Linked DNA regions of Mus musculus: all the other regions are linked to region 1. A link is a contact called in public promoter capture Hi-C data. All regions are on one chromosome and are shown on one strand. Each heading gives the region's core, a stretch centred on a gene start, on an enhancer-like site or on the middle of the called end of the contact. The rest is flanking DNA. Distances are from core to core; before and after follow the strand shown.

The links. Promoter capture Hi-C pulls out the DNA fragments that hold promoters and counts their contacts.
Region 2: a promoter capture Hi-C map of pre-B cells shows a contact between it and region 1, with 3 times the contacts expected there. The contact joins the promoter of Atf6b here to the promoter of Zfp101 in region 1. A contact is called at or near these places in 2 of 39 promoter capture datasets (liver and pre-B cells).
Region 3: a contact with region 1 is called in a promoter capture Hi-C map of pre-B cells, with 2.0 times the contacts expected there. The contact joins the promoter of Pknox1 here to the promoter of Zfp101 in region 1. A contact is called at or near these places in 2 of 39 promoter capture datasets (erythroid cells and pre-B cells).
Region 4: a contact with region 1 is called in a promoter capture Hi-C map of pre-B cells, with 2.7 times the contacts expected there. The contact joins the promoter of Pbx2 here to the promoter of Zfp101 in region 1. A contact is called at or near these places in 2 of 39 promoter capture datasets (liver and pre-B cells).

The regions. Positions count from the first base shown.
Region 1 is chr17:33,393,144-33,396,647 of GRCm38.p6, forward strand. It overlaps Zfp101 (zinc finger protein 101), which reads right to left and starts at 1,494. Exons shown (of 4, transcript NM_009542.2): 1 at 1,345-1,494. The coding sequence starts at 1,365.
Region 2 is chr17:34,645,738-34,648,768 of GRCm38.p6, forward strand. It overlaps Atf6b (activating transcription factor 6 beta), which reads left to right and starts at 1,409. Exons shown (of 18, transcript NM_017406.4): 1 at 1,409-1,579; 2 at 1,923-2,002; 3 at 2,482-2,560; 4 at 2,840-2,931. The coding sequence starts at 1,477. Fkbpl (FK506 binding protein-like) reads left to right here. Exons shown (of 2, transcript NM_019873.3): 2 at 1-1,080. The coding sequence ends at 566.
Region 3 is chr17:31,562,862-31,566,250 of GRCm38.p6, forward strand. It overlaps Pknox1 (Pbx/knotted 1 homeobox), which reads left to right and starts at 1,912. Exons shown (of 11, transcript NM_016670.3): 1 at 1,912-2,027.
Region 4 is chr17:34,590,906-34,593,946 of GRCm38.p6, forward strand. Pbx2 (pre B cell leukemia homeobox 2) reads left to right here and starts at 1,354. Exons shown (of 9, transcript NM_017463.3): 1 at 1,354-1,869; 2 at 2,667-2,740; 3 at 2,962-3,041. The coding sequence starts at 1,649. It overlaps Gpsm3 (G-protein signalling modulator 3 (AGS3-like, C. elegans)), which reads left to right. Exons shown (of 4, transcript NM_134116.5): 3 at 1-36; 4 at 265-849. The coding sequence ends at 402.

The DNA of each region.
Region 1 (3,504 bases), core at 244-2,743:
CTGACTCTGTAGAATGTTTACTTAGTATGGAGACGCCCCCCCACCCCCACCCTCGGTCCCAGCACCAGCACCACATCAAAGCAAGTGTGCTGGCTCATGCCTTGAAATCCTAAAACCTGAAGGCAGGAGGATCCCAAGTTCAAGGTCATCTACATATGGAGTTTCATGATAGCCAGGGATCTATGAAACCCGGTTTTAAAATAAAAGTAAAAGTAAAAATAAATGAAGCCGAAGAAATGAGTCAACAGGCAAAAGCAGTCGTCAAGCATGCGTTGTGACCTGTGTTTGATCCCTGAACCCAGGGAATGGACAGGAGAACCAACTCCAACCCCACAAGGGAGTCCTTTGACCTGCACAGTATATACTATGGCACGGGAGCCCAAAGATTGGCTCACCACACATGAACAACACTAATAAAATTTGAAATGTTTTGTGCACTCAAACCAACTCTCAAAAAAATACCTCATCCAGAAGATAGAAGACACGTATGTTTTTCTCCCAGATGGCCCCTGTCCACACTTTCCCTAGTCGCAAATTACACTGTCTAGAAAAACGATTTACATAAGGGCAAAGGAAACAACCGAAGATGTTAATATTTTTCTAGAGGACTGTAATCTTGGTAAATACTAATTAAGGAGCCCACCTTGTAGGGCATGATGGTGCTCGCATCTAAACTGCAGTTCTCAGGAAGCAGAAGCAGGCAGATCTCTTGAGTTCAAGGTAGGCCTGGTCTACGTAATGAGTTCCAAGAAAGGAAAGAAGACAAACAAACACACATTACAGGCAGAGGCAGGAGAATCTCTGAGTTCGAAGCCAGCCTGGTCTACCAAGTGAGTTCCAGGGTAGCCAGGGCTACTGAGAAACCCTGTCTGAAAAACAAAGAAATCAACCAATCAAAAACTCACCAGCACCACTGCCACCAAAAGCACATTACATATTCCTTCTCTTTGGAGAAGCAGCCTAGAGCAAAACTAATACAAAATCAAGGAGACCTCAGAAAACAATAAAGCAGGCCAAACGCAAGTGCAAGGTCAGACCAGCAGTAACGCTCAACACCCACGTCCTTTCACTACACTGACCAGACCGCATCACCAACCCGTGAGCGCTGCAAAGTCTGCAGGGTGCAGGACCACCGAGCTCATTCCCCATGATAGCCAAGGGACTGGGATAAAGCAGTTTTACAGCGACAGGGCAGGAGGAGCCTCCGACTCCTGGCTCCGCCGGTGCCAAGCTCCACCTCGAACTGCAGCACAGCGCCAGAGGAACGTCGGGTCGGCGGTGCCAAGCTGCGCCAGGCTACGTCAAAGCCGCGGCCCACGACTCCGGGAGCAACCGTGTACTCACCATTTCCAGCTTCGGACGCATGCGGGGGTCCTTCGGAAGAGCCTGCCGACAAAATAGGTGGCACTGACTGAAACCAGCTGTCACAACACCTCACAAAAGCTACACGGGATTCAAAAATGGAGCCAGGGGCAGAAACTTCAGAACATCCGTGTTCCTCATTTGACAGTTCCAGCAAGGAAGTAACAGCGGCTCTGATTGGCGAAAGATGCTGGACCCGCCTTCTTATTCGTGAGTAGCAGGATCAACAACCTCTCCCATACTTGACGCAAATGGGGAAAAAAAAAAAAAAAAAAAAGATAGAGCAACACCCAATCTTAACCCAGACGTTCCGTTTGGAGTAAATATGTGGGATCCTTGCATTTAAGCACGACGCCTTCTGGGATTTTAGTGCACGCACTCGCTTTGTCGTGTACTCAGTGGGCTTCTACTGTTTCACATAAAATAGCGCTACAGATTGGCTCTGGACATCCCAGACTCAGTGTAGGGAAAGGAAAACCCATGACCCCAAACAGAGAAGGTTACCCGGTCAGGAGAGGACAGTGCCAATAATGAGTGCCAACTTAAGAATCTGAGATGAGGCAAATGGACTTTTGCACCTATATTTTTTGAAAGTTAAGATTTAAAATGTTGATTGAGCCCCAGGTTTGAAAGAAACCTGTACAAATATGTTAAAGCTTTGTCTGAAGAAATAATATTTTAAAACACGTTTGATAAAGACATATGCTTTTGCAAATGTCTCTTCTTACAGGCTTTACTTGGACTACTTCTGGGTATTGAACATTATTACTATAAACCAAGCCAAGAGCAGAAAGCAACATATATGAATTAATAATGTAAATAGAAAAAAACTTGTAAGCAAAGAAGAGGCTTTCGCTCCGGTACTGGTTGGCCTTTTGTCGACTTGATGTTAGTGGGGGTCATCTGAGAGAAGGGAACTCAACTTAGAAATGCCTCCATTAGATTGGCTATAGGCAAGACTGTAGAATATTTTTGGATTAAAGAATGATGTGTGTGTGTGGGGGGGGGGGGGTTTCCAATCTACTGTATTAATGCATACTTAGGTAGATAGGCCTAGGCTGTATAAAAAGGGAGAGTGAACATGCAGTATTTCCCCATGACCTCTACTTCAGTTCCCACCTCCAAATTTCTTCTTGAGTCCTGTGATGATTATTTTTCTGGTTGTCAACTTGACTCTGTTAGTCATGAAATCAAATCTGGGAATGGAGGACATACCTGTGAGAACTTTTTGCTTGCTTTGGAGTCGGTGATTCTGCTTCAGGTCTGGACCTTTGAGGTAGGGAGTCCCAGGCCTTTGAACCAAACCTTGAATCAGCTCTAATCTAGGCTACAGGCTTTGCTAGAGCTGGACGAGGAAGCTTCTGCTCCTGCCTGCTTGCCCTAGCCTTGCTAGCATGTCCATTCCTTCACTGGCATCAGAACCTTACTTTTTAGGGATTCCAGCATAAGCTGAAGACCAGCTGAGACATTTAGCCTCGTGGTCTGAGAAACTACAGGATTCTTGGGCTTTCCATCCACAGCCAACCATTGTTGGATTAGCTAGACCGCAGCCTGTGAGTCTTTCCAGTAAACCCCTTTTCTATACATATAGAAAGATTCATTCTGTAAGCTTTGTTACTCTCAAGAACTCTAATAATTTCCCTTCATGATGAACTTTAAGCCATAAGATAAAATACATCCTTCCCTAAACAAAGTTGCTTTTGTTTAAAGCAATGGAAAGAAAAGATAGAACCATTTCAACTAAACTCTTATTCAATGACCAGAAAACACAGTGAAAAGGTATGTTAAGAAATGAAGTCACACATGAGATACCTTTTATAAAATACTAACAGTCAAGTAGATCACACAAAAGACACATAGGTCTTATAAAATTACTGATTTTACTTCTGCCTTTAGAATATGTTCTGAATTGAAATAAATTGAATGAGAGAGAGAGAAAGAGAGAGAGAGAAAGAGAGAGAGAGAGAGAGAGAGAGAGAGAGAGAGAGAACCAGTGACTGGGTGAAGGTTATAATCAGAAACTTCTCAAAACCAGTACAAATAGTCAATGAATATATAAAAGCTAGTCAACTATTTTGCCAAGAAGGAAATTCACAGAAAAGAAGTAAATGAGACCAACATTTGTATCTCTTTGATCTCTTT
Region 2 (3,031 bases), core at 159-2,658, 1.3 Mb after region 1:
AATGCCTGGAGTCTATGCGTCAAGGTGAGGAGGCAAAGATTCACCTTCCTGGATCCTCTGCACCTCTTGCTAAACTCAGACTGGATTCCTTCACCAATGGCCGGGACTCCTGGGAGATGGAGGCTATGGAGAAGGAGGCTCTGGCCAAAGAAGAACACAGAAGGGGTACAGAACTGTTTCGAGCTGGGAACCCTCAAGGGGCTGCCCGATGCTATGGACGGGCTCTCCGACTGCTGCTGACGTTGCCCCCACCCGGCCCTCCCGAACGAACTACCCTTTATGCCAATCTGGCTGCCTGCCAGTTGCTGCTAGGACACCCCCAGTTGGCAGCCCAGAGCTGTGACCGAGTGCTGGAGCGGGAGCCGGGCCATTTAAAGGCCTTATACCGAAGGGGGGTTGCTCGGGCTGCCCTCGGGGACTTGGAAAAAGCCACTGCTGATTTCAAGAAAGTGCTAGCAGTAGATCCCAAAAACCGTGCAGCGAAAGAGGAGCTGGGGAAGGTGGTCATTCAGGGAAGGAAACAGGATGCAGGGCTGGCTCGGGGACTGCGCAAGATGTTTAGCTGATTAAAGGAGACAGGAACCCGCGAACTGTGGTCTGTGTTGTGGAATTTTCAAGGGCCCCGAAGGAAGTTGTTTGAACTCGTATCTCGTTCTGACCTACAGGGAGTTAGCGACGGTGTCAGTGAGCCACTTGGTGGAGGGAGTCCCGGGAAGCGTATCCACCTCCGAGGATAGGAGAGGTTGTCTATTTGGGACTGGCTGTGGCAAACGCCAGAACTTCCGGATGTCAGGGAGTTGCATCCCAGGGAGGTGGAGTTACAAGTGGTTGCGTGTCGCCAGGTGTGGGTGCTGAGAATGTAATCCAGACCCTTATAAGAGCAACAAGCACTTTCCTTTTGGGTGGGAGGGTTTGAGACAGGGCTTCTCTGTGTAACAACCCTGGCCGTCCTGGAGCACACTTTGTAGACCAGGCTGAGATCCGCCTGCCTCTGCCTCCTGAGTGCTGGGATTAAAGGCGTGCACCACTACCGCCTAGTCGCAATAAGCAATATTAAACTGCTGAGCCATCTCTTATCCTAAATGCTGGAACTTTGCTCATTCGTTTATTCATTAATAATTCATTCATTATGCGTGTGCCTTCATGAGTTTATGGGCACCACATGGGTGCAGATGTTTGCGGACAACTGCTCAAGCATGAACACTCTAGCCCAGATGCCGGAACCCTAAGTGCTAGGAACTACATTTCCCACAATGCTAGTTTCTGGGGCCTGTACGGCGCACGCACAGTCTCGCCTGGATCGGTAAAGCGGCTGACCCGTGCCATTGGCCCGGCATGCACAGTCATTGCTCCTTCGTGTCACGTGTTCACCAACTAAGCCTCTGACTGGTCATCAGGACTTCCGGGACGCCGGTTTTCCTCAGCGAGCTCATGGATTTGCCGCGGCCGGGAGGAGGCGGGCCGGGGAGCCGGCTCATGGTGGGGGGTGGGGGGAAGATGGCGGAGCTGATGCTCCTCAGTGAGATCGCCGACCCGACGCGCTTCTTCACCGACAACCTGCTGAGTCCGGAGGACTGGGGTGCGCGGAGTGGGGCCCCGGGGGAGGAGCGGGCTGAGGCTCGCCATGGGCCCGAGGCACGCGGGAAGGCAGCAGAGGGTGAACGAGGAAGGCTGGGCGGACGCCGAGCCCATCCTCCGAGGGAGAGCGCAGCGGGACTCGCGCTTCCCCGGGATGCGGGAGGAGGGAAGACCTTGGTCTCCCGTGGGAGCACGGGGCTGCCCGGGGTCAGGGGAGAGGGGCTGGACGCCTTAGGGTGTAAGGCTGAGCGAGTGGGCGGGCGGTGGGTCTGGCCCGGCCGAGCCAATGAGGGATGGAGCCGGGGCTGGCGTGCCACCCTCCTGACACGCGGGCCTCCATGCAGACAGCACCTTGTACAGTGGCCTGGATGAAGTGGCCGAGGAGCAGGCACAGTTGTTCCGTTGCGTGGAGCAGGATGTCCCGGTATTGCTACCTCAGAGTTTCTCTTATGACCCTTGGTGGTGGGAGGGCGACCCCAAACTTGGAGTCATTGCCAAGCCACAGAGCTCATCAGGGTGTCACCCCTGCTCATGTTAAACTCGAAAATTTCGAGGAGAAAGACCAGTTTCAAAAGTCCATTGGTCTAATTGGCTCAAGTTTTATTTTAGAGGCGCACCCGGGACTAGCCAACTAAGTCAGGATTTTAGAGAGCAGCCCCTTCTGGCCTTTTGGGATCCTTCTTATGGGGTACAGATAAAAGACTGACAGCTGTGTGTCTACAGGGGCGAGAATAGGTGGTTAGTGGTTGTTAGTAAAATACAACGAAAGCAAAAGAGAAACATTTTTTTCTGTAAACTATGGAGCCTTGACACAGTGGGCGTCTTAATTTGCAAGCTGTGTCGCTCCTGTTTTGCTGTCGTACTTTCTCACCTTCCTGCCCGCTAATATGTCCCACTGCTTAGTTTGACAGCAGCTCTCTGGATGTGGGGATGGATGTCAGCCCCCCTGAGCCCCCTTGGGACCCTCTACCCATCTTCCCAGGTAAGGCGCCCTTAGGATTCCCCTCATCTTTCCAAATGCCCTTCTCTTCCCACTGCTTCCCAGAAACTAACATCCCTGTGTGCTCCTCCCTGTGATCCCTGGGGTGTTGTCTGCCCTTACTCTCCTGCCCCACCTCAGCACCACGCTACAGGCAATGCTAGGCTCTGCTCCTCCGTTACTCATTTCTGCAGTGTTGGTTTGGCACAGGCAAGACATGGTCTCAGCCCCGAGCCTCGTCCCCAGCCTCCCTGCTTACCTCGGAACTTTTCTCCCCCCCAGATCTTCAGGTGAAGTCCGAGCCATCCTCTCCCTGCTCGTCCTCCTCCCTCAGCTCAGAGTCCTCACATCTTTCCACAGAGCCCCCCAGCCAGGTGAGAGCCATCTCCCCTCTGGTTCTCTGTGGCTCCTCTCATAGGTGCTGAGGTACTGTTTGTGTGCTGTGAGTCATGAGGCGGGTGGCAGTCTCTTTTT
Region 3 (3,389 bases), core at 662-3,161, 1.8 Mb before region 1:
ACAGGAAGCAAAGGATTCCTGGGACCTATGGTATGGTGATCTAATGACCCAACCATTGTGGGTGTTGACAACCCTGGGCAGGTGATCCACAGTTGTATAGAAATTACGATGATCAAACCATGGAGAGGAGTAACAGCCCAGCTTCAGTTCCTGCCTTAACATCCCTTGGTGACAGGCCATGATGTGGAAATAAAAACCAAATAAGCCTTTCCCAGGTTGTTTTGGTCGGGGTTTTAACACAGCAATGGAAAGCAAAACAGGATACTCTCTTTGGTTAATCCCTGCAATTTTTTTTTTTTGTTTTGTTTTGTTTTTTGTTTTTTCGAGACAGGGTTTCTCTGTATAGCCCTGGCTGTCCTGGAGATCACTTTGTAGACCAGGCTGACCTCGAACTCAGAAATCTGCCTGCCTCTGCCTCCCGAGTGCTGGGATTAAAGGCGTGCGCCACCACGCCCGGCTAATCCCTGCAATGCTTAATAACTTTGTTCTTTGAGGCAAGGTCCCTATGTATTCCATATTGGCTAGGACCTCAAAAGGTAGATAAGAATGAATTTGACCTTCTGATCTTTGTGCTTCGACTACCCAAGTGCTGAGATAACAGGCATATGTCACCATATTAAACCTGGTAAGGTTTAATGTGTGTTGGGGATCCCACCTAGGGTTTTGTGTATGCTAGGTAAGCACTCTTATCAGCTGAGCCATATCTTCAGCTCCCAAACCCAGTTTTTCAAATTTTAATATTGTTGTTGCTATTGTATGTGGACAAATGTGTGTGCATACCACACATGTGTTGGTAGTTGGTTTTCTCCTTCCACGTGGGTTCTGTGGTGAACCGAACTGTAGCTACAAAGAGAGTGATGCCTTGGGGTGTCTGTGGAGCCTTGAGGACACAGGAGGGTGTCCTACCAAACACATGCTGCGGCTTCCTCAGGCCCCTTCCAGCCAACAGTCCTGGGGTACAAGGCTCCTCCTGAGGAGTGTGGGGTCATCAGAACCGCTTTAATCTGTGTACGGATGAGAAGCACCGATCACACACTCAGGCGGCCACTGCATAAAACTGTTGCCTAGACAAGCCAGGCAAATTGAGGGCCTCTTTCGCTCTGTCTTTTACTTCGATCAGTGAAGCCACGGGGCCCGGGGTACGCTGCTGCAGATGATCTGGTTAGGCAGAGCTTCAACTAGAGACAACACTGTCCAGTCCTCCTAAGGAAAGGTCTCTTTCTTTCTTTTTCTTTCTTTTTTTTTTTTTTTTTTTTTTTTTTTTTTTTGGCCTGGAGTCCTAACGGACCAGATGTCAGACCGCAGTCACTTCACGGTCAGTCAGGAGACTGCATCCATGGTTAGATCCCAGGGCAAACATCTCAAGCGCTCAGTCCTTCGGTCTTTAAAGATGAACGCCTACCTCCTCGCGCCTACCCCAGCTCCAGAACCTTGATTGCGAGGCGCCGCTCAGAACGAAGGGCTAGAGCCGGGAGGCCCAGAATCGCGAAGGTCCTCTGATGGTACAGCCCGTACTCCCCGCCTGAGCTGCAGATGGTTCCACCCAGTTCCACAAACCTTTATCCGAAGGGAGGGAGCAGACGAGTGCGCAGAGGAGGCGTGGTCTATAGCTCTCTGGGCCACGCCCCACGGCGTGGTCATGAAACATAAGCTCTGCCTCTGGGGCGGGGCAGGCTGCTACTGGCGCCCGGGCTGGGCCGCTGGGTGGGGCCTGGCTGAGTGCGCGCAGCGGGGCGGGACCGGCCTCTGCCCCGCCCCGCTTGGGCCCTCCCCCGCCCCCTGCCTCGCCCCCGCCCCACCCGCCCCGCCCCCCGCCCGCCGTCGCGCTGGGCGGGGGCGGGGCCCGGGGTCGGCAGGCCCCGCCCCCGCGGTGAATATTGATGCGGCGCGCATCGGCGTCGCCCTCCTCCCATTGAGCGAGGCTGTGTCGCGTGGCCCGGCGTCGGCGTGACGGTTGGACGCGGGCGCGGCACTGCGGGTCCCGATTGCTGCAGCCGCTTGTCAGTGTGATGAAGATTGGCACCCAGGTAAGCTGTCACTCAACCGCTCCGCCGCCGCCGCCGCCGCCGCTCTCGCTGCCGCCGTCCCTATCAATCACACCGGCCGAGGCCGCCGCTGCCGCCGCCTCCGCCGCTGCCTCTTCCGCCGCGGGCCAGGCGGGCGGTCGGGCGGGCGGTGCCCCGGGCCGCACTTGACCCGCGCCCGGGGCGGGGGCGGGGGCGGGGGGAGGGGTGCGCCGATGGGGGGAGGGGGCGCTGAGGCCGCGGCGCGGGGGCGCGCCCGGCTTGTTTTCCTGTGTGGGTTCAGGGGCGCGGAAATTTCTCGAAGGCGGCAGGGCCTCCGCGCTGGGCCCGCTCGAAGCGCGCGCCTAACCGTCGCTCACGGAGTGCAGCTCGCGGCTGCGGGGGCGCGCGGGCCGGCGGGGGCGCGCGGCGGCGGGCTGAGGGCCGAGGGCCGAGGCCCGGGGGCGGCGCGGCAGGAAGATGGCGGCGGGGTCGGCAGCCCAGAGGGGCGGCCGGAGCCGGTGTGGGGCTTCCCGGGGGAGTCCGCGGATGGTGACAGCGTGTCGCGCGTGTCCACGGCCCGTCGGGGAGAGCTTCTCGAGGAGCGCTTGGTCCGCTGTGCCTGCTCCGTGTGTATCTGAGAAGGGAAGCGGTGCGGCTAGGAGCACCGAGCCCGGCGACGTCGCGGCTCCAGGCTCCGGAGGCCGTAGCCTGCGCGGTCGGTCCCACCGCGCCAGCCGGGAGCGCGCGGGCCACGGGGGCCAAGATTGAGCACACATCAGGGATTCTGGATAGTTGAGACGTGGGTGTCGGCTCGACAGGGAAGCCTCTTCCAGAAGTGACTTGTTTTTGTTTTATTTTATTTTTTTTAAAGATGTGGGTGATTTCCACTAAAGGATGGAAGAACACGCCTCTAAGCAGGCCTCCTGTCATAGCACTAGAAAAATGAGCTTTCCCTAAACACTCCAGGGAAGGATTTGACTGAGGCGGGAACGCGTTGCTAGCACGCTTTTTGTTGCTCATTCGGTGTCCAGGTGAGGCAGGCAAGAGTCCCTAAACCCTCCCAGCCTGTGCGGGCCATCCCGTTGGCAATAGCGCGCTGAGTCTTAGATCCACCATTGTGTGAGGTACCGTTGAAGCTTAAGGTTCTTCCTGGAGAACTTTGGCCACCAGGGCACCAGGAGTTGATGCTCCTTAAGAGAGACCCCTGTGCTTTAGGATAGAACAAGGATGGCTGGGAAGATAGCTCGGTTCCCCCCCCCCCCCCCGCCCCCAACCAGCTCTGTGATTCAGGGGGCGGCAGTTTACATTTGGTAACGTTTCTGTGGCCTTGTATCCTAACTTTAGGAGGTCCTGATTGTGAATTGTGGAAACAAAGTCACTGTA
Region 4 (3,041 bases), core at 104-2,603, 1.2 Mb after region 1:
AAAGAACAGCTCTACAGCACCATCCTTAGTCACCAGGTAAGGCACATCCCACCCCACATGCATCCATGGAGACAAGACCCAGGTCTCCTAGCTGGCCTTCTGCCTGAGCCCTAACTTCTTTGTCCCTAAGCATATGTCCTTTGGTAAGCCTCTAGTCTCCCCATCCCCATCACAGATTTCCTATCTGCCCCACACCAACCCTGGCCTCTCTTACCCAAAACCATTATGGGCTACCAATGCCCTTTTCTCCCTCCACGTTTCTAGTGCCAGCGGATTGAAGCCCAACGGTCTGACCCGCCCCTTCCCCCCGGGGGGCAGGAGCTTCTGGAGTTGCTGCTGAGAGTTCAGGGTGGAGGTCGAATGGAGGAGCAGAGATCCCGGCCTCCTACACACACCTGCTGAGACCGGAGCTCCTCACCAGTCCCTTCTCTCTGGGACTCAAAGCTGGGACACTCCCCGAAGGTCTTCAACCCTGTTTGGCAGGGGTAACCAGAGATGGAAGACCCGGCTAAAATTGCTGTATTTACCACCCACTTTCCCTGGGGACTGGACTTGGGACAAGTACTCTAACCATGAAGATAAGCAAGGTAGGGTGGACACAACTCCCGAGGACAGTTAAAGAGTCTCTATCCTGAGCTGTCAAGCTACTAAACAGGGTGTGAGGGCTGCGGCCTGCCCCTGCCTAGTGAGAAAAAAAGGGAAGAGTAAGACAATTGTCCAGCACTAGCAGTCTCAGGCCCCAAGGCAGAGGGGCCCAGAGGCGGTGAAGCGACTCTTACCCCGCCCCCACCCTGCTGCTGAGTCTGTCTGATGTTTTGGTTGTATGAATAAACATAATTCCCCTCTGGACTGAAGACTGGTATCTGGGGGTGTGTGTGGGGGGGTGCAAGGTGGGTAGGTGAGGCCTGGGGCAGCCGCTCTCAGCGATCTGGCCAGAGGCCAGCTCCCCTCCCTGGCTGGTTAATTACTGGCTCATTAAGCAGCGGCTGGAGACCTCCCTAATCATCTCCCCCAGCCCCCAGTCTCCCGGTTTTAATTAAGTCGAACAAGGAGGGGAGTCATTAGAACAAGAAATATGAACCGAGCTGTCGGAGAACATTCCAGAGGCCGGAGTCCGCACCACCCGACCATGGCCTCGGAACCCAGGTGGCCGAGACACCCACCCCAGCGCCCTTTCGGCCAGCGCCGAGGCCAACCCAGTCTCTCCCCGGCCGCCCGGCCGCTCCCCGCCTCCACCCGCCGCCGCCGCCGCCGCCTGGCCTGCGTCTCCCCGCCCCCGGCTCCTCCCCGTTCCTCCTCTCCTCCCCTCCTCTTCCTCCCGCTCCCCTCCCCCAGCCGCCTCCCTCGTTCCCCCTTCTCCCTCCTCCCTCCTCTCGCACACACACCCCCGCTTGGGCCTCCTCTCTCTCTCTCTCTCTCTCCGGCTCCATTTTCTCCGCCGCCGGGGGCCGGGGTCTCCTGTGGGGGTGCCCAGGCGGCACCCCGGGTCTCCCCTTCAGTGCCGGGGTGAACCCCCGAGGGGAGCCGGGAGGCGGGTTGCCGGGCGGGGTTGGGGCGGAGGGAGCAGCGGCCCCAGCGAGTTTGGGGGGGAAGTCACCCGGCGGGGGGAGGGGCGAGCAGGGAGGGGGCCTCAGGCCCCCCCCCAGCTATGGACGAGCGGCTGCTGGGGCCGCCTCCTCCGGGCGGGGGCCGTGGGGGTCTGGGGCTGGTAGGTGCGGAGCCCGGGGGCCCTGGCGAGCCTCCCGGTGGCGGAGACCCCGGTGGGGGAAGTGGGGGGGTCCCGGGAGGCCGAGGGAAGCAAGACATCGGGGACATTCTGCAACAGATAATGACCATCACGGACCAGAGCCTGGACGAGGCCCAGGCCAAGTGAGTGCCCCCACCCCGGGACCCCGCTCACAGCTCTGAGTCCTCTGCAAGCCCCCCTCCCCCAGGGCCCTCTCTGGATCTTGCAACTCTTTTCTTTCCTTAGTTCTAGTGTTCTCTCAAAGCTTGCTTTGCCCCTAGGCCCTAAAGCCTCCTCCACAGAGCGAACCCCAGGTGGTCTCACTCCCTCCTAACCTTTTGCTGACCCCTACAGTCAACTCTGGCCCATCTCTTGGCTCCCAGACTTAGAAACTGTTCTCAGCCAAAGCTGTCTTCCCTAACTATCCGGCTAGCCCACCCCATTCTCCGCGTACGGATCCAGGATCTCCACACATTCCCTTCCACGGAGGTCGGGGCCTCCAAGAGTCCTCAACAGCCTTCCCCCTGCTCAGCCCACACATTCTGTACTGAACTCCCAGGTAGCAGGGCACCCCCCCCCCCACCTTTCTCAGGCCCCCTACCGCCTCACACTGACAGCCTCCGGTTCTCTACTCCACAACCTACCTAGTCACCTTTATTTCTTCAGTCATCTCTAGATCCTTGCTCCATCTTTTTGCTTGAACCATCCCTCTTAGCCTCAGCCCGCCCATAGTGACTTTAGCCCCACTGCCTGCATCTTCTGCTTCCTGTGACCCTGCCGCTTCCCGAAGCTATGGCAGCTGATCTCAACTATCCCTCGGACTCCACTCTACCCCGATTCCCACTTAACCCCCTCGCAGATTATGCCCCCACCTTGCACCCTGGCACCCCTCTCGTCTTTCTCCTGCCTGAACCCTTTCTCTCCTCCCGTTCCTCCTAAGGAAACATGCCCTAAACTGTCACCGAATGAAACCTGCCCTGTTTAGTGTCCTGTGTGAAATCAAGGAGAAAACTGGTACGTAGGTGCCCCTCTGATGCTCACTTCTGGGAGCAAGACTCTGCCTTAGGGCTTAGAGTTTGACAACTTGAAGCCTTGAGGAAATTGAGAGCCACGGAGGTTGCATGAAAGGAAGTGGGGAAGGGAAGCCCTGGAGCCCTGGGACCGAGGATGGAGCTTTGACCGGGGATGGGGGTGGGGGGTGAGGGGTTCCTTAAGTCTGTTTGCCTGCCTGCTAGGCCTTAGCATTCGGAGCTCCCAAGAGGAGGAGCCCGTGGACCCACAGCTGATGCGCCTGGACAACATGCTTCTGGCAGAA